Regions from separate parts of the Mus musculus genome. Here regions 2, 3, 4, 5, 6 and 7 are each linked to region 1. Evidence: chromatin contacts called from public HiChIP or PLAC-seq and promoter capture Hi-C data. All regions are on one chromosome and are shown on one strand. Each heading gives the region's core, a stretch centred on a gene start, on an enhancer-like site or on the middle of the called end of the contact. The rest is flanking DNA. Distances are from core to core; before and after follow the strand shown.

Evidence for each region. Promoter capture Hi-C pulls out the DNA fragments that hold promoters and counts their contacts. HiChIP or PLAC-seq counts read pairs in DNA pulled down with a chosen protein or histone mark. Capture Hi-C pulls out chosen DNA fragments and counts their contacts.
Region 2: a contact with region 1 is called in an H3K4me3 HiChIP or PLAC-seq map of bone marrow-derived macrophages, with 4 times the contacts expected there. The contact joins the enhancer-like site here to the promoter of 1600012H06Rik in region 1. A contact is called at or near these places in 8 of 39 promoter capture datasets (the C10 cell line, hematopoietic stem and progenitor cells, hippocampal neurons and 3 more), 1 of 484 Hi-C or Micro-C datasets (B cells), 2 of 115 datasets of contacts at active chromatin or transcription factors (bone marrow-derived macrophages and memory CD8 T cells) and 2 of 9 other capture datasets (adipose tissue and liver).
Region 3: a promoter capture Hi-C map of embryonic stem cells shows a contact between it and region 1, with 5 times the contacts expected there. The contact joins the promoter of Dact2 here to the promoter of 1600012H06Rik in region 1. A contact is called at or near these places in 8 of 39 promoter capture datasets (the 3T3-L1 cell line, cranial neural crest, embryonic stem cells and 4 more), 1 of 484 Hi-C or Micro-C datasets (embryonic stem cells), 12 of 115 datasets of contacts at active chromatin or transcription factors (astrocytes, bone marrow-derived macrophages, embryonic stem cells and 4 more) and 3 of 9 other capture datasets (adipose tissue, embryonic stem cells and pancreatic islet).
Region 4: a promoter capture Hi-C map of liver shows a contact between it and region 1. The contact joins the promoter of Pdcd2 here to the promoter of 1600012H06Rik in region 1. A contact is called at or near these places in 11 of 39 promoter capture datasets (the 3T3-L1 cell line, the C10 cell line, the HPC-7 cell line and 7 more), 7 of 115 datasets of contacts at active chromatin or transcription factors (astrocytes, bone marrow-derived macrophages, effector CD8 T cells and 4 more) and 4 of 9 other capture datasets (adipose tissue, liver, macrophages and 1 more).
Region 5: a contact with region 1 is called in a promoter capture Hi-C map of liver, with 4 times the contacts expected there. The contact joins the promoter of 4933401D09Rik here to the promoter of 1600012H06Rik in region 1. A contact is called at or near these places in 3 of 39 promoter capture datasets (liver and pre-B cells).
Region 6: a contact with region 1 is called in a promoter capture Hi-C map of liver, with 3 times the contacts expected there. The contact joins the promoter of Prdm9 here to the promoter of 1600012H06Rik in region 1. A contact is called at or near these places in 7 of 39 promoter capture datasets (the C10 cell line, fetal liver, liver and 2 more), 3 of 115 datasets of contacts at active chromatin or transcription factors (astrocytes, memory CD8 T cells and pancreatic cancer cells) and 2 of 9 other capture datasets (adipose tissue and liver).
Region 7: a contact with region 1 is called in a promoter capture Hi-C map of adipose tissue. The contact joins the promoter of 4930474M22Rik here to the promoter of 1600012H06Rik in region 1. A contact is called at or near these places in 8 of 39 promoter capture datasets (the 3T3-L1 cell line, 3T3-L1-derived adipocytes, cranial neural crest and 4 more), 1 of 115 datasets of contacts at active chromatin or transcription factors (bone marrow-derived macrophages) and 1 of 9 other capture datasets (adipose tissue).

What each region holds. Positions count from the first base shown.
Region 1 is chr17:14,941,898-14,944,597 of GRCm38.p6, reverse strand. 1600012H06Rik (RIKEN cDNA 1600012H06 gene) reads right to left here and starts at 1,414. Exons shown (of 2, transcript NM_026451.2): 1 at 1,279-1,414; 2 at 1-1,031. The coding sequence starts at 985. The coding sequence ends at 428. It overlaps Wdr27 (WD repeat domain 27), which reads left to right and starts at 1,474. Exons shown (of 25, transcript NM_175173.3): 1 at 1,474-1,501.
Region 2 is chr17:15,741,774-15,744,473 of GRCm38.p6, reverse strand. It overlaps Chd1 (chromodomain helicase DNA binding protein 1), which reads right to left. Exons shown (of 36, transcript NM_007690.3): 16 at 2,155-2,317; 17 at 1,244-1,396. Among named protein-coding and RNA genes, the nearest start is that of 5830433I10Rik, 38 kb to the right of the region's middle. Within about 2 kb of position 1,318, at least 62 of the 459 cell types and tissues checked have an H3K27ac peak or open chromatin away from gene starts, as enhancers often do. A contact at or near this core is called in bone marrow-derived macrophages and memory CD8 T cells, where this site is marked.
Region 3 is chr17:14,202,500-14,205,199 of GRCm38.p6, reverse strand. It overlaps Dact2 (dishevelled-binding antagonist of beta-catenin 2), which reads left to right and starts at 1,369. Exons shown (of 4, transcript NM_172826.3): 1 at 1,369-1,686. The coding sequence starts at 1,471. It overlaps Gm34510 (a long non-coding RNA gene), which reads right to left and starts at 1,493. Exons shown (of 3, transcript XR_001782252.2): 1 at 1,400-1,493.
Region 4 is chr17:15,525,961-15,528,660 of GRCm38.p6, reverse strand. It overlaps Pdcd2 (programmed cell death 2), which reads left to right and starts at 1,360. Exons shown (of 6, transcript NM_008799.2): 1 at 1,360-1,670; 2 at 2,049-2,288. The coding sequence starts at 1,388.
Region 5 is chr17:15,630,496-15,633,195 of GRCm38.p6, reverse strand. 4933401D09Rik (RIKEN cDNA 4933401D09 gene) reads right to left here and starts at 1,408. Exons shown (of 4, transcript NR_045431.1): 1 at 1,301-1,408; 2 at 97-179.
Region 6 is chr17:15,562,046-15,564,745 of GRCm38.p6, reverse strand. It overlaps Prdm9 (PR domain containing 9), which reads left to right and starts at 1,415. Exons shown (of 10, transcript NM_144809.3): 1 at 1,415-1,525; 2 at 1,809-1,932; 3 at 2,224-2,331. The coding sequence starts at 1,457.
Region 7 is chr17:14,397,610-14,400,309 of GRCm38.p6, reverse strand. It overlaps 4930474M22Rik (RIKEN cDNA 4930474M22 gene), which reads left to right and starts at 1,368. Exons shown (of 3, transcript NR_027986.1): 1 at 1,368-1,571. It overlaps Smoc2 (SPARC related modular calcium binding 2), which reads right to left. Exons shown (of 13, transcript NM_022315.2): 10 at 2,687-2,700; 11 at 665-939.

The DNA.
Region 1 (2,700 bases), core at 165-2,664:
AAGAGCGAACCTGTCACTGCATTTTCCACCTGGCTTTAAAATGTTAAAGACTTTAAAACTCGAAGTGCTGTACTTCATTTAAATGTCTATAAATTCTACAGTCATCAACTTCTGCACCAGCAGTAAAGTTTAATCTGATTTATACAGCCTGTTACTGTAATCTTCTTACTCACCTGACTAACCAAAATGCATTTAAACATTTTATTGAGCAGACTCCTTTTTATAGGAATTTTAATCTCTAAAATATTGTGCTTGCTGCTTTTCCTGCTTGGGGAGTAAACTGAGGTAACAAAACTGTATGGCTTTATTTTTCCATCCTAGTCTAGAAAAAAGTAACCAGAGTTTCACCAGGTCAAGTAGCTAGGTTCGCAGCAAACTGTAATCGCTCTGTGAAAATAAGGGTTTGTGCTCCAGCATATTCAAGGGATCAGAAGAGAATTTCAAGCACCAGTTTCAAAATGCTAATCAATATCGTCCAGAGAACTGATTCCTCCTCTTGGGCTGCCTCTTCTGGAGCGTAAGCCTGCTGCTGACTGGCTCCTGTTGGGTCAGTGAAATAGGCAGCCTCTCCGAATGGGTACTGATCCACAGTTCTGTCATAGTATACCCTCATCTCAAAGTCGCTCTCATGGTGAGAGGGGTGTCCATAAATTCCTATCCCGACCGGTCGCTGGAAGTGTGCCGGTATAGAGACCACATCCTGGCCGCAAGTGACAGACTGCAGCTCATAGTCGTCGAAGCTCGGGTGCGGAGTGCTGTCCGACACGTACAGGTCCGCATCCCCTCTCAGGCTCTGCATCCTGAGAATAATTTTACCCTCATGGTTCAACCGCAAGTAGCTGTAATTCCCGGCTCCTATTTGGCCCTGGACCACGTGCAGAAGGAGCCACTCCTCCGGGACGTCGTCGTCTTCCAAACATTTTACCAGGGTCACCACCTGGGACGCCAGGATCATCAACAGGGCGCGCCTCCAGGGAGTAGCCATCGCTGGGGCACTCAACTCGGGGACTCCCTCATCTGCAGTCGCTGTGCTGGGAAGGTACGGGTGACAGGCGTGACCCGAGGTGCTCGTCCACGCAGACCAAGATTCGTGCACCTGGGTCCCGGGAACCGACGGTGGGGAAGGGGAAGGAGAGAAGGGATAAAGAGTAGGGAACAGCAGAGAGGGAGGAGCAGAGGAGGCGGGTGGGAAGAGGGAAGCGGTAAGAGGGACCTTAGGACAGGCCCCTGGGGGCGCAGGTGTCTGGAGAATAGCGAGGTCGCCAACCCCGAACTCACCGCCACGCCCCGCAGGCCACGCAGCACCCGCAGCACCCGGGCTCAGCCTGGAACTCGCCCCAGCTGGCGGAAAAGAGGCCGCGCCCGGAAGTGTGGTACTCCGGAAGCGAGGGCTTTTGGGAACCAACTCCGGCCTAAGGGACCGGAAGTGAGGTAACGCCAGGCTCTCGCGAGAATAGAGCAGCTTTCCCCCGTAACCATAGCGACGCGGCTGGCGTGGTCGGTGAGTTCCGGGGAAAGTGGGCTGGACGGTCGGTGAGGCTGCCAGGGATTGCAGCTTGCGACAAGCTCCCTTGAGGGGATGACTGGGAAGCCTGCTCCCGGATGGCGGAGGGCCGAGCCGCGCCCGGTCCAGCCTTCTCCTCCCGCGCCCCCAGAGCCGCGCGTGAGTGGCCTCCCTAAGCCCTGCAGCACAAGCCCCTGAGTGCGGGCAGCACCGGGAGGGACACTTTTGGATTTGTCTTAAACCATGACAGAAGGGAAATATAAATTTCAACATGAGAACTACTAGTAAGAAATGATTCCTCCCCCCCCCCCAAGCCCACAATTGCCATCACCCCACCCCCCACATTTTTTTGGGAAGTAATTTAGTAATTAGAAAACTTAGTGTACATTTAATCAAGTTTAGTGGCGAGTTCTTTAGCCTTTGCTTTTTCCAGCTTGGCAACGCGAGCCACAGACTTAGGGCCCAGCACGTTGCCTCCTCAGTGGCGACGGATCTCGTTATATCTGTGATTACAATTGATCCTAATAGCTTCCACCAGCTTAGCCAGAGCACCCTTGTCTTCCGGGTTAACCTATGTGAAGGCAACAGTGGTGCATTTCTTCCTGTGGACCAGGCGCCCCAACCTGGGCAGGACAAGCAGGAAAACCACCAGCTCAATGGGGTCTACATCATGGGCAATCACCACCAGCTGAGCCTTCTTGTTCTCCACCAAGGTGGTGACTATATTGACTCCTGCTCAATGGACAGGTGGTCTCTTAGTTGGGACGTCGCCTTTGCCAGCAGCTTTCTTCTCAGCAGGGGCCAGTAGCCTTTGCTTCTTTTGCGTTGTCTCTGGCCTGTACTTGTGGGCAAGCTGTTTGCCTGTCCAGGGCCTGGGTGAACTGGTTAATGGCAGGAGGGACTTTGAGCCGCTTGTAGAGGATGGCTCTTTGCCGCTGCAGCATGATGTAGCGGGGCCATTTGATGAAGCGTGTAAGATCTCTTTTGGGCTGGATGTCCTTCCCAAATGGCGAAATTCGTGGGCCTTTTCTCAAACTAAGGATTGACCACTTTTTTGGCCTCCTGGTCCTTGACACCGGCGATGCTCAGGGTCACCTTCTTCCCTTGGCTGTCTTTCCTTTAGGCATCTTGCTTGGCTGGAGGAGAAAGCATGCACACAGTTCTTAAGACTAGATTTCATGTCTGGAGACTTTTCC
Region 2 (2,700 bases), core at 69-2,568, 800 kb before region 1:
TGCACATATGCATGTAAATTCCCTCAGAAGCCAGAAGAGGGTATAAGATCCCATGAAGGTGGAGAGTCAGCTTGCTGTGAGCCACACAAAGGAAGTATTTGCTTCCATTTTCTATCTGTCCAGTCCCAAGAAAAAATTTTAAGGAAATAATTTTCAGTGGTTTAAGAACAGTGCTCTAAGCTTTCTTCCAAATCTAATTTGTGTTTCTTTTCCATTAAAATACAAATTGCAATTAATAAAACCTCTGCATCATTTACTGTGACATGACTTAAGTATAGCTCTCCACCTGAGGGTGTGCTAACGGTTCTTAACTACAGTAGCGCTGCATTCTGTTCCCAGTATATTACTATTACTGTGTTTTTATTGTGCTAATATCACCAACACATAAAGGTATAGTACTCCTACTTTCAAACTACATGTAGCATAGTGTGAGCAAGCTTCAACAGAGCGACCCTGTACACTAACTCTCAGTCTAACTCCTCTGCCTACAGTAAACATCCATCGTGTACCAGTCGTGTGCACAGAGAGTTAGCTGTACTCCCGGTACTATTCCAAGAGGCCAGTAAGACGACACAGTAAAAAGCCAGCCTAGGAACCTGAGTCCAAGCCCTGGAGCCCGAATGAATGTGGAAGGCCTGACTCTACAAAACTGTTCTCTGACCCCCACAAGAGCACCAAAGCACAAACACACATGCACACACCCTCACACGCATAAACACAAAATTAATGACAAAGAAATCACTACGAGGTATAATGTACTGAGAATAGGACCTGACCCTAACACTAAAACACTCATCGGTGTAGGTTTTAATCCCACTGAACAAACTTCACTGTGAATTGAAAGTAGACAGGATGTCAGCCTGTTCTTATCTGAGCCCTGCTCAACTTTTTTTTGGCAAACCACACAAAAGGCTTCCCACAGCACACAGAGCATTACAGCCCGACCAGCCTGCATGTGTCCAAGGACAGCTTCTCTTTTCAGACGTCATCTTACTTCCCAAAGCTTGCCCTTCAGACCCATCTTAGCACAGAAATACCACTTTAGTCCAGCTTTTAACAATATACAACATAAAAACAAAATTAAAATAAAATTTAGAGAAAAAAAATGAAACTTAGAAAAGTAACAAATGATTCTCTCAGTATGTTTAAGAGAAATATAATTTATATGCAAAATAATCTAAAAAGTGACTCAATAAAATAAGCCCAAGAATACAATGAAAAATAGAAACCAAGAAATGCTTACTTGAAAGGGGAACTGGCGGTACTTCAAATACTCTGCGAGTATGTCTAACATCCGCACCATCTGAGAGAAAATGAGCACTCGGTTGCCTCTTTCTCTTAGGCGAATCAACAGCTTGTCGAGAAGGATGAGTTTTCCGCTACTACGGATTAAGTGCTAAGGAAACAGCAGAGTACACCTATTACAACGTGGTAAAGCAGGAAACAGTCCAGAGCCCCACGGAATACTGCAGTTGTTTCTACTCTATCCAGTTTAGAGTTTAAGCTTTTCAGAATGCTGAAGAGAAAAGTTACTTTGGCTTTCAAAACTGTCTAGAGCTTTTCCCATCTTCCTCTATTACGTACATCAAACCTGCCCTAACCAGGCATAACAAGACTATTATTTCTGCTGTATCATTCTACTTGCCAGCTCTTACACTACTTCTCTAAGATTTAGCCAAAACAAACATACATTAAAAAAAAAAAAAAAAGCAACTAAACAAACACAGAGCAAGCAAACATATTCTTTTCTAATTCAGGGATGCTCACTCCTCAATGAACTACTGTGACTGAATTCCAAGTGTGTCTTCACGTCTGAACTGCCTCTCAACAGTAACAGAGGGGTAACATCTATGAAGGAAAGCCCTCCTTTAGGCTACTATTTACAGTCAGATTTAGCCATATCACAATCTCTAAGACACTAATAGATTTTGTCTGATAAATAGAAACAACTCACTGGTTTGAAAGACTATGTTTATAAATTATAATTTTAAAAGCTTTCATAAATACAAATAATAACACCATCACTTAAATGAAACATTAACCAAAGAGAACTTGACATGAATATATTATATTACTCTACTATTTTTATCCTAAAACTGAAATACATATTCTTAGAATTCTGCTTTAGCAATAGAAATAGTTAAAAAGTCTTACTTGTAAGGCCTCCTGTTTATTATAGAATTCATTATTATCTGGTGGTTTAATGAGGTAGCAATGGTTACAACATTTCTTTAGCTCCATCATAATGTTCAAAAAGCCTGAGGTACTGCCCTTGGAACCTTTGCTGAGGGCTTTATAATTCCTAGTTAAAATCCACCTTCAAAAACAAAAGACACATAAACAATATTCAGCAGATCACAAAGATAAATTGTGAAAGCTTAAAACCAGCATTAGTCATCATCCTGAAGCTCGTGGTTACACCCAGGATGCACTGAACCTCATATGTCAGACTCAGAACGGACACATGGGGCGGGGGTGGCGCACGCCTTTAATCCCAGCACTAGGGAGGCGGAGGCAGGCAGATTTCTGAGTTCGAGACCAGCCTGGTCTACAGAGTTCCAGGACAGCCAGGGCTACACAGAGAAACCCTGTCCAGAAAAACCAAAAACCAAAAACAAAACAAAACAAAAAAAAGCCGGACACATAACCTGTCTGATCCATCAACCACGTACCAAGGCTTTCTGTAGTGTAATAAAGACA
Region 3 (2,700 bases), core at 120-2,619, 740 kb after region 1:
TGAAAGAGACTCAGGAGGATCAAGGACAGAGCTCAGCCTGAGAGGATGAAGGACTTCAGAGTATCAGCTTTAAACTACAAAAGCTTAGAAGTCTGTAGCTTCGAATCAGGCAGCGACTTCTCAGTCGTCACACAGAAAGCAGTAAAAAGCGGGGAAAACTGGTGCAAGGAGGTAAAGATAAAGAGTAAAAACTTTAACCAAGCTCAGTGCTGCGAAGCTGTGATCTAGGTACACACAGAAGGCTGGAGTTCCTTGGAGACCAGCCTGGTCTACGGAGTAGTTCTGTTGTAGTAAGACCCGGTCTTAGAACCAAACAAAACAAAAATAGGGAAGTAAAATGAATAGAAACCTGTAGACTGGAGAAAACATTGTGAGAATCCTGTATCTAAGAAAGAAATTGCAAATAAGGAAAGAGTTTAAAGGAGACTCTGGTCTTCGTTACTAAGGAGATAGCCAACTTAAAGCAAGTAGCGAACCTGAATGACCGATTCTACAGGGAAAAGATACTTAACTTCCTCCTGCCCGAGGAATCACTGCAAGCTACACTCCACAGGCCTGGGTGCTCTGGATGGAGGCACCTTCCCACCCCTGCTTGGGAGGAAATGGTAAGAACACGGGAAAGTGGTCTCTTCAGTAACCACCCGCGATTCAACAATTCCTGCCTTCGGTAGACACTCAAGGAAGAGAAAAGCATTTTCATCCTGCCTGTGTGCAGAAGTGGATGACAGCTTCTTCCTAACTTATCACTGGAGGAACATGAAGACTATAGATACTCTACTCGGCCAGTAAAGTGCTGCAAAATGGGCGCGCCCGGAAGTCTAACAGCAAAAGACCCGGATAACAGGATTCCACTCAAGACAGTGTCCACAGGAGGCCGCTGGGGGGCTCTGAGCATGGAGTGAGTAAAGGAGGTGGGGGCGACTGAGAGTGTGCGGCTTGCTTCTGGGATCCAGACAGTGTTGCTGAAGTGACCACCATGGTGAGAGCTGCACACCTCAGGAACTTTCTAGAAGCTTCCTTAAAGGTGCGTAGCATGTGTGTGAAGCTGGACTCGGTACTGAGAAGCGAGCGCAGGTTTTCCATGTACATTGGCGAACCTGGTATAGGATTTTCCATTTTAATCAGCTTACAAATAGGAACGTGCGTCTTGCAATGTAAATTTTTTTCTTTTGTAATTTTTTTAAATTTAAAAACCTAAACAAAACCTTTGCCTATGCTTAAGCTCCTCTCTGTCCCTCTGCGGAGGGGCTTTTGGCCTTCCCCGATGAGCTCATAGGTCCCAGGGGCGCAGGGGTTGGGCGAGGGCGCGGCCGGTCGACGGGGCGGGCAGGGGGCGGCCGCTGTGACCTCGGGCGTCGCAAACACCGCCCTCCGCGGCCAGCGATAGGTCCCAACCCACCTAAGCGACCTGCAGCCGGGGGCGGGGAGACGCGACGGGGACGCGCGGCGCGGCGGTTGAGCGTCCGGGAGATGTGGGCACCGAGCGGCCAGGGGCCCGCGGGTTGGGACCGCCGCAGGGTGGGCGCGCGACTACGAGCCGCACTGGCCGGGCTGCAGGAGCTTCAGGGGCTGCGAGCCACGCAGCAAGCACGCGTGCGGGGAGCTCTGGGCCTGCACCCTGCGCCAGGGCCCCGCGGCCAGGAGCTGCGTCTGGAGGCGGCGCTGACCGCGCTACGGGAGCAGCTGGTAAGGAGCAAGTTGGGCGCGAGCGGCCGAAGGGACCTGCTGGGGCGCGATCGGGGCGCAGTTGCGTGGAATGTGCGAGCGGAAAGAGCAGATGCGCGGCTGCGTGGGGAGCGCGCCGCGGGGTGCGAGCTGGAGAGCCGCGCGCGGGACCCGGGGTTGACTGCGCACCGCCTCTGCGGCGGACACAACCTTGGTGCGGCGGCGCGCAAGTCTGGCTAGACACAGGCTGTTGTGGTGGGGAGCGTGGGCTCCATTCCGCCTGGCAGGAGTCTGCGCACATACTGACCTCATCCCGGGAGCAGGTCATCCGGCTACACTGCGTGGCTACACTGCGTGAACTTGAGCCACAGGGCACTGTACTGGGTTTGCTTGGGTCATTGAGGAGTCTTGCCCGCTGAGGATCGTCTCCAAGATTGCACGTCACCTGATCCCATTAAAAAAAAAAAAAAAATAAGACGAGTGTCCTCCGGTATGCGGAACGTGGGAGAGGGGATTAGTGGCGCTTTCTCATCTACCCGCGCCCATCGAGTCCCCCTCTGTAGACCACTTGGGGCCCCTCGGGAGTAGAATTGCTACCCATTTCTAGAAACAGCTCAAGGTTCCTTCCCCTCAGTACTGCAGTATTTTTAAAAGAACAAAATAGTGCGCACTCGAAAGAGTGTGATAGCGTTGCGTCCACAACTCTTTAAGTGGGATTTTTTTTTCACGGTGAAATTTGGATCTGTCCTGTTGAAAGTAGCCTCTTGGTAAAGTTCAGGGTGAAACTGCTGTGTTCCAATCAACTTTAGTTCAGAATAGTGTTGGGTTTGTGTCTAAAGAATCAGGAAGTCCAGTGTCTGAGTCACTACTCCCCAGGACACCTGGAATCTTCCCTGAGTGTAAGAGATCTGGCTGAGGGCGGAATCCAGCTGACAGTCTCCTCCAGTCTGAGACACCCAACTGCTGCCCAGAGAGAGACATGGCCGGTGAGGACTGGACTCTGTACACTGTTGCACCCACGGGACCAAGGCATTA
Region 4 (2,700 bases), core at 111-2,610, 580 kb before region 1:
ACAGAACAAAAAGGAAATTTGAAATCAAGGTATTTTAACAATGAATGCATTTGTGGAAACATTAAGTAGTTACAGAGGAATCTCAGTACAGACCTGAGACACCATCTGATAGCATTGTTAGCCTTTTGATTGGTGGAGAATAGCATTTTGTTAATACAGTCCAATAGTCTTTATCTGTTTATCAAGGTGTTAGGTCTGACACAAAAGCGGCCACTAAGGTATCTTTAAGGGGCTAAAGACAACCCAAGAGAAATAGTACCATTTCTAAAGATTCTAAACTCTTCAAAGTCAAAAAGTTTTATTAGTTAACCAGACTTTGTAGACAGCTCCTTTCCAGGAATTCTTGTTTACACTAGCCAAAAAACCCACTGTTGTTTTGTCTTTACATCTTGCTTCCTGTCTAAATCCAACACACAGGGCAGCGAGTATGGGAGCACCCAACTGTGTGAAGCAGAGCGCTATGATTTACGTTTGTTTCGAGTGCTCCTCCTCAACTGTATCCGGTCATCTTTCTCCTCCACCCCAGTTTTGAACATCCTTTAACTGCATGAGGACAGGTTTCAAGGGTCTGTGTGGGTTCGCCCCCAACCTCAATTCTTCCACAGGAGAACAGAGCCTCCCTTTGAAAGAGAAGATAAAAATAGCAAACTTCAACATTAATTATGATTGGCGACATTACTTAGGATGTATTCAGTTTCATAAAACTAAGATAAGAGAATAAGAAACTCTCTGTTCTGAGATAACAGAATAACCTAAACTGCTAACTTCTGCTTTGGGAAGCCTACTTGCCCCTTTCTCTTCCAAAGGAAGCACGCATTTGTTCTCCCTTAAGAAGTGACCACCACCAATATCCACTTAGCAAGTTCCATTTGCTAGAGAAACTGTCATAATAAAAATCTGAAAATTCAGCTTCTGTAAAACTTGCTCAGCTCCGGGAAAAACCTCTTTTGAAGCAGAGATTTTAAAAGACCACTCTAAGATAATCACAAAGATTATGACAATATCTAACGGCATAAACCATGAAATGTTTCTGATCCGGGCTGAGTCTCTTACCCAATAGCGAAAGGCTACAGCTGCGAACTAATTAAAGTTTGTCTTTTGTCCCCGAGTGCTGAGAATGCCCCCACTTCCCTCACTCCAACCTGAGGATCTACAACCGACACCCTAATCTCAGAGGTCTGAAGAGCTTCCGGCCTTCGGATCCCCAGAAACAGTGACAGTTCGATGGAGGTAGTCTTGCTCACCAGCGTCCTTTATTCACTTTTGCTTCCTGCCTATAGGGTTACCTCCAGTCCGGTCCCAGCTCGAGATCTGACCCCGCCTCCCGCCTTCCGGCCTAACACGTGACCGCCCTCTTCCGGCCTGGTGGCAGAGTCCTGCTGCGAGCATGGCTGCAGCCGCCCCTGGTCCTGTGGAGTTGGGCTTCGCCGAGGAGGCACCGGCCTGGAGGCTGCGCAGCGAGCAGTTTCCCAGCAAAGTGGGCGGGCGGCCCGCGTGGTTGGGCTTGGCGGAGCTGCCGGGGCCCGGGGCGCTGGCGTGTGCGCGCTGCGGCCGCCCGCTCGCCTTCCTGCTGCAGGTGTACGCACCGCTGCCGGGCCGGGACGACGCCTTCCACCGCAGCCTCTTTCTCTTCTGCTGTCGCGAGCCGCCGTGCTGCGCCGGCCTGCGAGGTGAGCGGCCGCCGGGACAGGACCCGGGCGAGGGTTGCCACGGGGGCTGAACCCTGGACGTAGGACGATCGGTTGGCGCGAGTGGTTGTATTCAGGTACCGGAATTGTCTTAGAATCGTGTCCCTTTCATCCTGGGCACGGACTCCTTAAAGCCAATTTCTCTTGTCAGACGGAACTCTTCCCGGGTTTAAAAGCTCTTTAGCTTTTATTTTTATTCCCTTTCATATAAAAACCGCCCCCCCACCCCGAAAGCAAAAACCTTAGGTTTTCCTTAAATGAGGTTTTATGAGGTGAAGCACCGAAAACGGTTCAAATGTTTCAATTATTTTGTTTCACGGAAAGATAATCTCACGTACCCCTTTCTCCTCTTCATTTCAGTTTTTCGTAATCAGCTACCAAGGAACAACGCATTCTACTCCTATGAGCCCCCTTCTGAAACAGAAGCTTTGGGTACGGAATGTGTGTGCCTCCAGCTCAAGTCTGGAGCCCATCTCTGTCGGGTTTGTGGTTGCTTGGCCCCTATGACATGCTCTAGGTGCAAACAGGCACATTACTGCAGCAAGGAGCATCAGACATTAGACTGGCGGCTGGGACACAAGCAGGCTTGTACACAGTCAGGTAAGACAACTTAGCCTTACCGTCTCTGTCAACTGAGGTACTCCAGTTTCTGGTTAAACTTGAAATTAGAAAACATACTTTAAAAGTTTTAGGAACTGGTAACATGAACACTTCGCTAATCTAAAACACAACCAGCTTTATTTTTTTATTAGATATTTTCTTTATATACATTTCAAATGCTATCCCGAAAGTTCCCTATACCCCCCCCCCCCCCCCCAGCCCTGCTCCCTTACCCACCCACTCCTGATTCTTGGCCCTGGTGTTCCCCTGTACTGGGGCATATAAAGTTTGCAAGACCAAGGGGCCTCTCTTCCCAGTAATGGCCGACTAGGCCATCTTCTGCTACATATGCAGCTAGAGACACGAGCTCTGGGGTACTGGTTAGTACAACCAGCTTTATTAACAGGTAGTA
Region 5 (2,700 bases), core at 159-2,658, 690 kb before region 1:
AGTCTAATAAAGGGGAAGGAGCTGCTTAACGTCTTAGTTTGTATTAATGCACAGGGATGCTAAGTAGTGCTACAATGAATGAAGGGCTGAGCTCACCAAGACTTATCAAGATCCTCATATTCATTAGGAGTGGAAAGTTTCTCCTTCTTTCGTGTCTTTTTGCAGGAAAAAAAATGTATCTGGAAGACACAGGCAGTATAAGCAGATTTTCACTTGCCACAGTGAAGCAAACATGTGTGGACAGTATATTCTAGAGAGATTGAAGCAGGCCCCTGAAAGGGGATTAGCAGCAAAAAATACAAATAAATAAATAAATAAATAAATAAATAAATAATCCAATTCCTTACTTAGAGATTTAAGTTTGTCTTTCATCAAACACAGGTATAAGAAATCCCTCTAATAAACCTGTGTATGAAGGTTTATTACCTGTAGTTGGAAATGAAGGGAGTAAGATTATTTTGACAACTGAGTTCTACCCTCCAGACACATACAGGAGAGAATTGACTCCCACAGCTTGCCTTCTCATCTACACACACACACACTCACACACACACACACACACACACACACACACGCACACACACACACATACACTGTGCACTTGCACATATAAAAGATAAAAACAATTAAATATAATTTTTGAAAAATCTGCCTTTAAGATAGTACCTGGTCTAGAATTTGCAGCATAACTTCACTCTTTTTCACTAATCTGATTTATTCTCAAAAAGTTCAATGACAGCCAATTCTCAAAGCCTAACTTAAAATGTCATATGACTATTCATTTTAATTTTAATAGAACTTAAAATACTGAGGTCAAGGGACTGAAGCTCAAATGAGTGTTGCCTACAGGAGAATCTGTCCATTGCAGAGAGGGAGCCAGTTGAGTAAGCCTTGGCCAAGAGCCTGGGACAGGAAGTGCTATCAGAGTCCCCAGGGTTGTGGTACTGTGGGACTGTTCAGGTTAAATACTGTTCATTAAAGTTTTGCTTCCCAGGAGAGAAAAACAATAGTGACTAAAACTGGCATGTTAGCAAAGCTACCTCCAGAGACTTCCTGAAGCTCTCTGAGGATGGTGCCCGAGTATTTCAAGAGGTTTCTCTTACTGTCTCTTTTACCTCATTATCCGCATAAGACACTTAAGGTGAGGAGGGTGGTTTTCAGACAGGCGTAGTTCCCGGTTCGGTTCGTTGAAGAGGAGGTCCTCTGGTAATTTAGCAGGAGAGTTTAAATTTCATCTGTTGCGATGGATCCTGCCATCCTGCATTCCTAGAGAGACTTTTGAAAAATAACTGTTACAAACCTGTAAGCAGATGATTTGGTTGCAGAGTAAAACGGAGGAAGGTGGAGGGAGTTGGAGGAGCAGAGGCAGGAGAGACGGAACTGATTAGTGCCTGGTGGGGATAGTGTTGATTCAGGGTGACCGTGACTACTCTCACAGCCAGAAGCCCTGTCCCCCCCCACCCCACCCCCGCTCCCCGCCCCCCCACCCCACCCCCCACCCCCGCGCACTAAAATGAGCTAGCAGAAGCAGTTAGGGAGCTACAGAGTATCAAAGAAGGGGAATAAGAAAAAAGTAAAGGAACTGTGTAAAGAATTGTATCTGGCCTGAGGGGGAAGGATCAAGGTCCCTTGCAGCGCGAGTTTCTCTTCTTTGTGAAAAAAAAATTTTTTTTTTTCCCAGATGAAACGGGAACCAATGGGGCCGTTGGGAGAGGTTACATGGAACATTTTGGGGGAGGGGGTATAGAGGAACATTCCTTAAGTAAAACATTTAAAGGAACGAAAATGTATGAGGATAATGCAGGGTAGAGAAGGGGGCTAAACCACCGTGTGTGTGCTCTTGTGTGAGTATATGGGTAGAAACCGATGGTCACTGTCTACAATCTTCACGTTTCTCTTGCTCTCCACCTTGGCGTTGGTTTTTGGTTGTTTTTAGGGTGTTTGTTTGTTTGTTTTTACCTTTTTGGTTTGTGTTTTGTTACTTGAGACAGGGTCTCATTATGTACCTGCTTGGCTGGCCTGGAATTTGCTATGTAGATAAAGCTGGCGGGCAAACTCAGAGGTCTGCCTGTCTCTGCTTCTGGAATACTGGGATTAAAGGTAGGCACCACCATGCTGAGGCTCCTCTTCACTCTTTTTAAGGGAAAGGGAGAGGGGGAGGGTGAAGGAGAGCGAAAGAGACTCTACATTGCCCTGACCACTCTGAACCTCTTGAGTACTGGGATCAAAGGCATCACCATCACACTCAATCTACCTTAGTTTTCAAGTGGTTCTCATTAAACACTGAGCTAACAGATTTCAGCTAACCCGCCTGACCGGTGAATTTTGTGGATCTTTCTGTCTCCACAGCCTAATACTAGGCTTATAGATGCATGTTGCTATGGATTTTTATGTGGGCGCCAGTGATCCAAATTCAAGTCCTCGTGTTTGTACAGCAATGATCTTACACATTGATTAGACATCCCCAATACTGCACTGAGGGTCTCAGAAATGCTGAATTTACTTGGGACAAGAAGTCGGGAGCTGAAAACAACCTAAAATGCTTTGAAGTTAACCCCCCACATTCCTGTCTCTCTGGATACATCGGGATCTGCTTGGATGATCTGACACCCATTTATTAAGCCATCTTCAATGTCAGACCGTTATTTCTAACCACAATGGAGAAGCATATGTTATTTTAAACCCTCAGCCCCACTTTGT
Region 6 (2,700 bases), core at 166-2,665, 620 kb before region 1:
TTCCGGTCCCACCCTCATCCCCGGCTTCCCGGTGCCCAGCTCCAATTGGAGATTGACTGAAACCCCACTCTAGAGCAGACCTAAGCACTTAAAGCTCTGCTCCATGGTTTTAAGACCTTTAGTAGACAGGACACAGGTCAGGTAACACAGCCTGCCACATTGAAAAAGAGGAGTCTGAAGGAACGGACGCCGCACAGAGAACAAGTGTGCGCCTGCGCGCTGGCCACTACCTGATTCGTGCAGGGGCCTGGCAATCCCAGCGAGGGGAGGGGCAGCCTGGAGAAAGCCACGGGCAGGAATTGCACCCTGACTGACAGGCAGAGCTCCGCCCTCCGCTTTTCTTGTTCCCGCCCCTCAGCCAGCTGTCTGTCAATTGGCGGATTCTCCTGTCAGTCAGCCTCGGAACTCCTCAGAGGGACGAACGCCGGCGGTGGCCTCAGAGCCGCGGGATTCTGGACCATGAGTGCAGGCGAAACCTTCAGGACCAGCGAGGCTTTCTAGGCTCAGCCCGTGAGACCCCATATCCCCTAAATTAGATTCGGACCCCCTCAGCGTGACACGCGCGCGCGCGCTCACACGCACACACCCGGTCACCTCAGCTTCTCGGGAACTCCAAACGCCCTTTGGCTGAGTGAGGTCCCAAATGCACTTGTGCGGAACCAACCCAGCCTCTGCCTGAGGAACCTGGGTAGCTCGCCTCAGAGAGACTAAGTTTCCAGACAGGAAACCTGGACTCTCAGCGTAGAGACTCTCCTAAGCCCCAAAGACCCCAGACGCCCTCGGTCTCGAGGACCTGTCTGTCACTCCAGATTGGCTTCCAGAGATCCTAAATGCTCTCGTCCCGCAGGACCCTAAATACCTCCGACGTGACAAATCCCAACTCTTCGTGACATAATCGTCAAATCTCGTCAGACTGCGAGTCTCCAAACCTTATTTCACAGCCTGAAAGACTCCTCTAGCCTACGAACCCAATTCCTTCAATCTGATGCACCCCACTCCTCAGCCCGAGGTCCCCAAAGTTAAAATCTCAGCCAGAGCGTTCCTACATTTTCACCAGAGGGACTTCAATCCCTTGTACTCGGGATTCCCGAATCCATTTACCTGAAAACATCTTTCAGACCCTGGCTGACTCCTTGGTCCAGATGAAGAGCAAGTGGGAATGGGGTGGGGGGGGACACCGGTTGGCGGGAGGAATCTTCCTTCCTTGCTGTCGCAGGTCCTGACCCGGACGGAGGGTCGGTGCCTAGGTTTAGGGCTCAGTCCAGAATCCTTGCTCCTGCACCAGAGTACTAGACCTCGGAGTCCGAAGAAGCTGCCTGTGTTGGCTGCATGGATTCCCAGCCCCTAGCTCCTTCCCATGTGCTGGTGGGCATCTCTGATCGCCTAAGGCCCTTAGTTACCTCTTCATCCATAGGACCATAGGACCCTGGACCTCTCCAGTGAAATGTCCTGCACCATGAACACCAACAAGCTGGAAGAAAATAGTCCTGAAGAAGATACAGGGAAATTCGAGTGGAAACCCAAGGTAGTACGAAGTTATCCTTGAGTCAGGAGGATCATGGGGTGGGCAGAGGCAAACAGCCTTGAGTACCAATACCATATTGATTTTTCCTATGACAAGAAGGTGGGTCCCGATATGTGAGAGAGGAAAGGCTCATTAGCAACTGCTCTGTCAGCATGAACATCCAGTGTTTGCTTAAAGAAGGTTCTGGGAATGGGAGGATAACCTTGGTCACTGAGACCACATTCCAGGGTCCCAAGCCCGGCCCAGCATGTTCCGTTTTTTGTTTTTATTTTTTTTCCCCCAGGTCAAAGATGAATTCAAAGACATTTCCATATACTTCTCCAAAGAAGAATGGGCAGAGATGGGAGAGTGGGAGAAAATTCGCTATAGAAATGTGAAAAGGAACTATAAAATGCTGATTTCAATAGGTAACAAGAAGTCTTCGGTTGAACCAGTCTAGATTAAAAAAATAAAATCTCAGTTCCCATGTTCCCATGTTATGTTAGGGTCTTCCCAGGTATCTACAGTGGTACAGTTCCCAATGGAGACAAGTTTAGAGGAAACGTGTGTGTGTGTGTGTGTGTCTGTGTGTCCAGGACTAAATGTTAGCACTGGCCCTGTAGAGATCTCATCTCCACACCCAGAGCCTACCTGGCCTTGTGATACATTTGTTCCATCCTCTAGGGCCTTTTTAAGAGGAATATTTTGCTGCTTTTCAGGTCTCAGAGCCCCTAGACCAGCTTTCATGTGTTACCAAAGGCAAGCAATGAAACCCCAAATAAATGACAGTGAGGATTCTGATGAAGAGTGGACACCTAAGCAACAAGGTGAGGAGAGGCTAGGAGAGTTTAGAAGTGAGGTGAGGGGGCAGGAGAATTTAGAAGTACCCATCGGAAACCAAGCCAGATTTAGGTTCCATAATGTCTCAGAACCAACTTCTGAAAACTGGGTGTTTCAGAATCAAGGGTCAGCAAACAAACAAGATGCAATGCAAAATTAATAGTAAGAATCTATTCCTGTACATTTTAAAATATGTGAAAACTATATGCTATTTATAAATATAATAAATATGAAATATATACAAATCTGGGCATGAACAAGAAATATCAAACCCAAAGTAGCTAGGATAAGCACCTTACCTAGTCTGTAGCCTGCGTGCTTATTATTAATCATGTAAATATGACCATGGTTGTGCA
Region 7 (2,700 bases), core at 119-2,618, 540 kb after region 1:
ATCGCTATCTAAAGTCCCTTCAGCCAATTACCGTTAATGCTGTCCTGACCACAACAACACGGCTCAGAGGTACAAAGGGAGAATTGCACTCATGTTCCACACATGCTCTCCAACATGTTGATGAAGCCAGTCACCAAATCATAGAATCAAATGTGAGAACCTCAGACTCTATCTATCTATCCTGGAACCCTCTCTACTCCTGCTACATCTGGTGACTTAGGCCAGCCCCACAGAGAATCCAAGTGTTAAGCCAGCTAAGCCCACTGGGACAACTGATCTCCTAGAGGTGATTATTTCACTGCCCTTGACTTGGCCTGAATGTTCCAGTAGAGCCTATGAACTGTGCTGGCCAGTTACCGCCAATGGTTCTACAATCAGGAGGGAAGTCACGTTTGAACGGATAGCCATTGTGATTAGAACAGGAACAGGTTGGGGGTTAGAGCTGTACTCAGCTTATGTTCCTGAGACTTGCTGCTCTCCTGGCCAGGTGACAAGATGCTGACCACCCGTGGTCACTTCTACGTGGTTGACAACAACCAATGGCATACCGTGTATCTCCTATACACCAGACCGTAAGGCATCCTGTCAAATCCAGGAAGCAACCCCTTCGACACAAAACCCCAACATGATTAAAGTGCAGAGTAGTGACGTAAGTAAGGCTTACTGTGGCGCTTCCTGGTGTTGGCTTTACCCTCCTCTCTGGTGACACCCAAGCAGCCCATGAGCTCCTGCACGGTGATGGACTTGTCATTGTTCATGTCGCAGTACTCCACAAACTTCTTCACACACTTTTTGGGCTTGGATTTCTTTCGCAGGAACCTCTTAAAGGGTTTGATCTCCTTCTTGCCAATGTCTCCACTAGAGTTCTTATCAAGCAGCTTGAAGTACCAATGTACAACCCTCTCCTCCAGGGTGTGGCTGGGGTCTGGCTCTGACAGCCTAGAGGATGAGCAAGCATGTCAGACAGAAGGCGGAAGCTGCTGTGCCCCCTGACTCTGGCTCCCCCCTTCCCCACCCTCACACCTGTGCCTACCCTGATGCACTACCTGATACGGCCACCTTCAAATATAAGCCTGTGTGTTCAGAACAAGGAACACCACAGCAATGTGTGCACTGTGGTTATTCAATCACCCAAGGCCTTGAGTTCAAGGTCACTGACCTGAGACCTGGGCTCAGGTCAAGAAATAACAGCATCCACCAAAGGCATCTAAAGTGCCAGGCTCTCTACCTTAATGTGATAATTTGTCTACTGTGTATGCAAGAGACACGTAAATAGATGAGGTGATATCAAATTTTTTTTCAGTTATAACTAGACAGTTTTCTTTGGAATTCTTTTAAAGCTGTACATTCTGAGATACAGATAAGTCAGGCTGTGAGTCAAACCTTGACACTGTGCCGGAAGGACGTCCACCTCTCACCTGAGGTGAAGAACCTATGCCATCACTTTGGACTCAGCGGACTCCACTGTTTAGATGGACTTTCCTCTGTGAGAGTGCAAACACAGCAAGCAGATGCCAACAGCCCCCAGCGACTGGGCTCGCAGGCACTATTGTGGGTCAGACACTCAGAAGGCAAGTCAGTCACTTCTATAGTACATGACAGGAGGTTGAAATTTAGTTGACTTCTTTTGCCTTAGCTTGTGCAAATGTGACACTTCCCCCTCAGTGTTCCTTCTCCCCTTATGCCTTCCTTAGCAAAGAAAGCACAAGATGAAGGGTGGCTTTATGCTAAGGAGGCTTCATACAGGAGACAGCCAGGAGCTCGCTGTCAGGACGGCATGGGAACAAGTGTTTTTAGAAAAACAAAAAAAAAAAACTTTAAAATAAAGTTTCTTTTAGAAATAAGAGTGAGAGATTGTGAACACCCAGAGCTGAGTTTAAGTACTGAAGTACCACCTGGACAGCTCCATCACCCTGTACTGTGAGGAAGTGGGCACACAGGCACCGTTATTCCTACCATGACAAAAAAAAAAAAAACCAAGTCTCACTGTGTCTACAGTGTACACAGGAGAGCATCTGTAGGGTGAGCCTTGTTGGTGGGATCAAGGCCCCAGCTGTACACTTGAACCTGGATAAGAAGATAAGCCTCACATGTGCATAGCAGGGATCAACGATAAATAAGTCCCAGCACTCGGGAGGCAGAGGCAGTGGCTCCCTGAGCTCAAGGCCAGCCTGGTCTGCAGAGTGAGTTCCAGGACAGCCAGGGCTACACACAGAAGCCATGTCTCAAAAACAAGTAAACAAACAAACAAACAAACAAAAACCAAAAAGCCAACTTTTTTTGAGTTGCAGAATTCCAAAGTAGATAAGTCAAAACCCAGTAGATAAGTCTCAGACTCAGTTTCAACCTATAGATCCACCCAAAGCAAGTGTGTTCCTCTTCTCAGGCCTCCCTGGGCCCCAGGAGCCGCTGATCATGAAGAGGGAGGCTGTTCCCCATGGTCCGCCTCCTCTAAGGCGCTCTCTTCTCTCTGTCTCTGTCTCTGTCTCTGTCTGTCTCTGTCTCTGTCTCTGTCTCTCTCTCTCTCTCTCTCTCTCTCTCTCTCTCTCTCTCTCTCTCTCTCAGACATTCAAGTGAACTGCCTGATCTCACATGGCCACCGGCCAGGAAGAATTTAGCTTCCCAGATTCCTTCAAACTTCTGGGCTTCAAGCCAGCATATTGCTCTGCAGCAAGACACAGTATACCTGCCAGAAGAGGA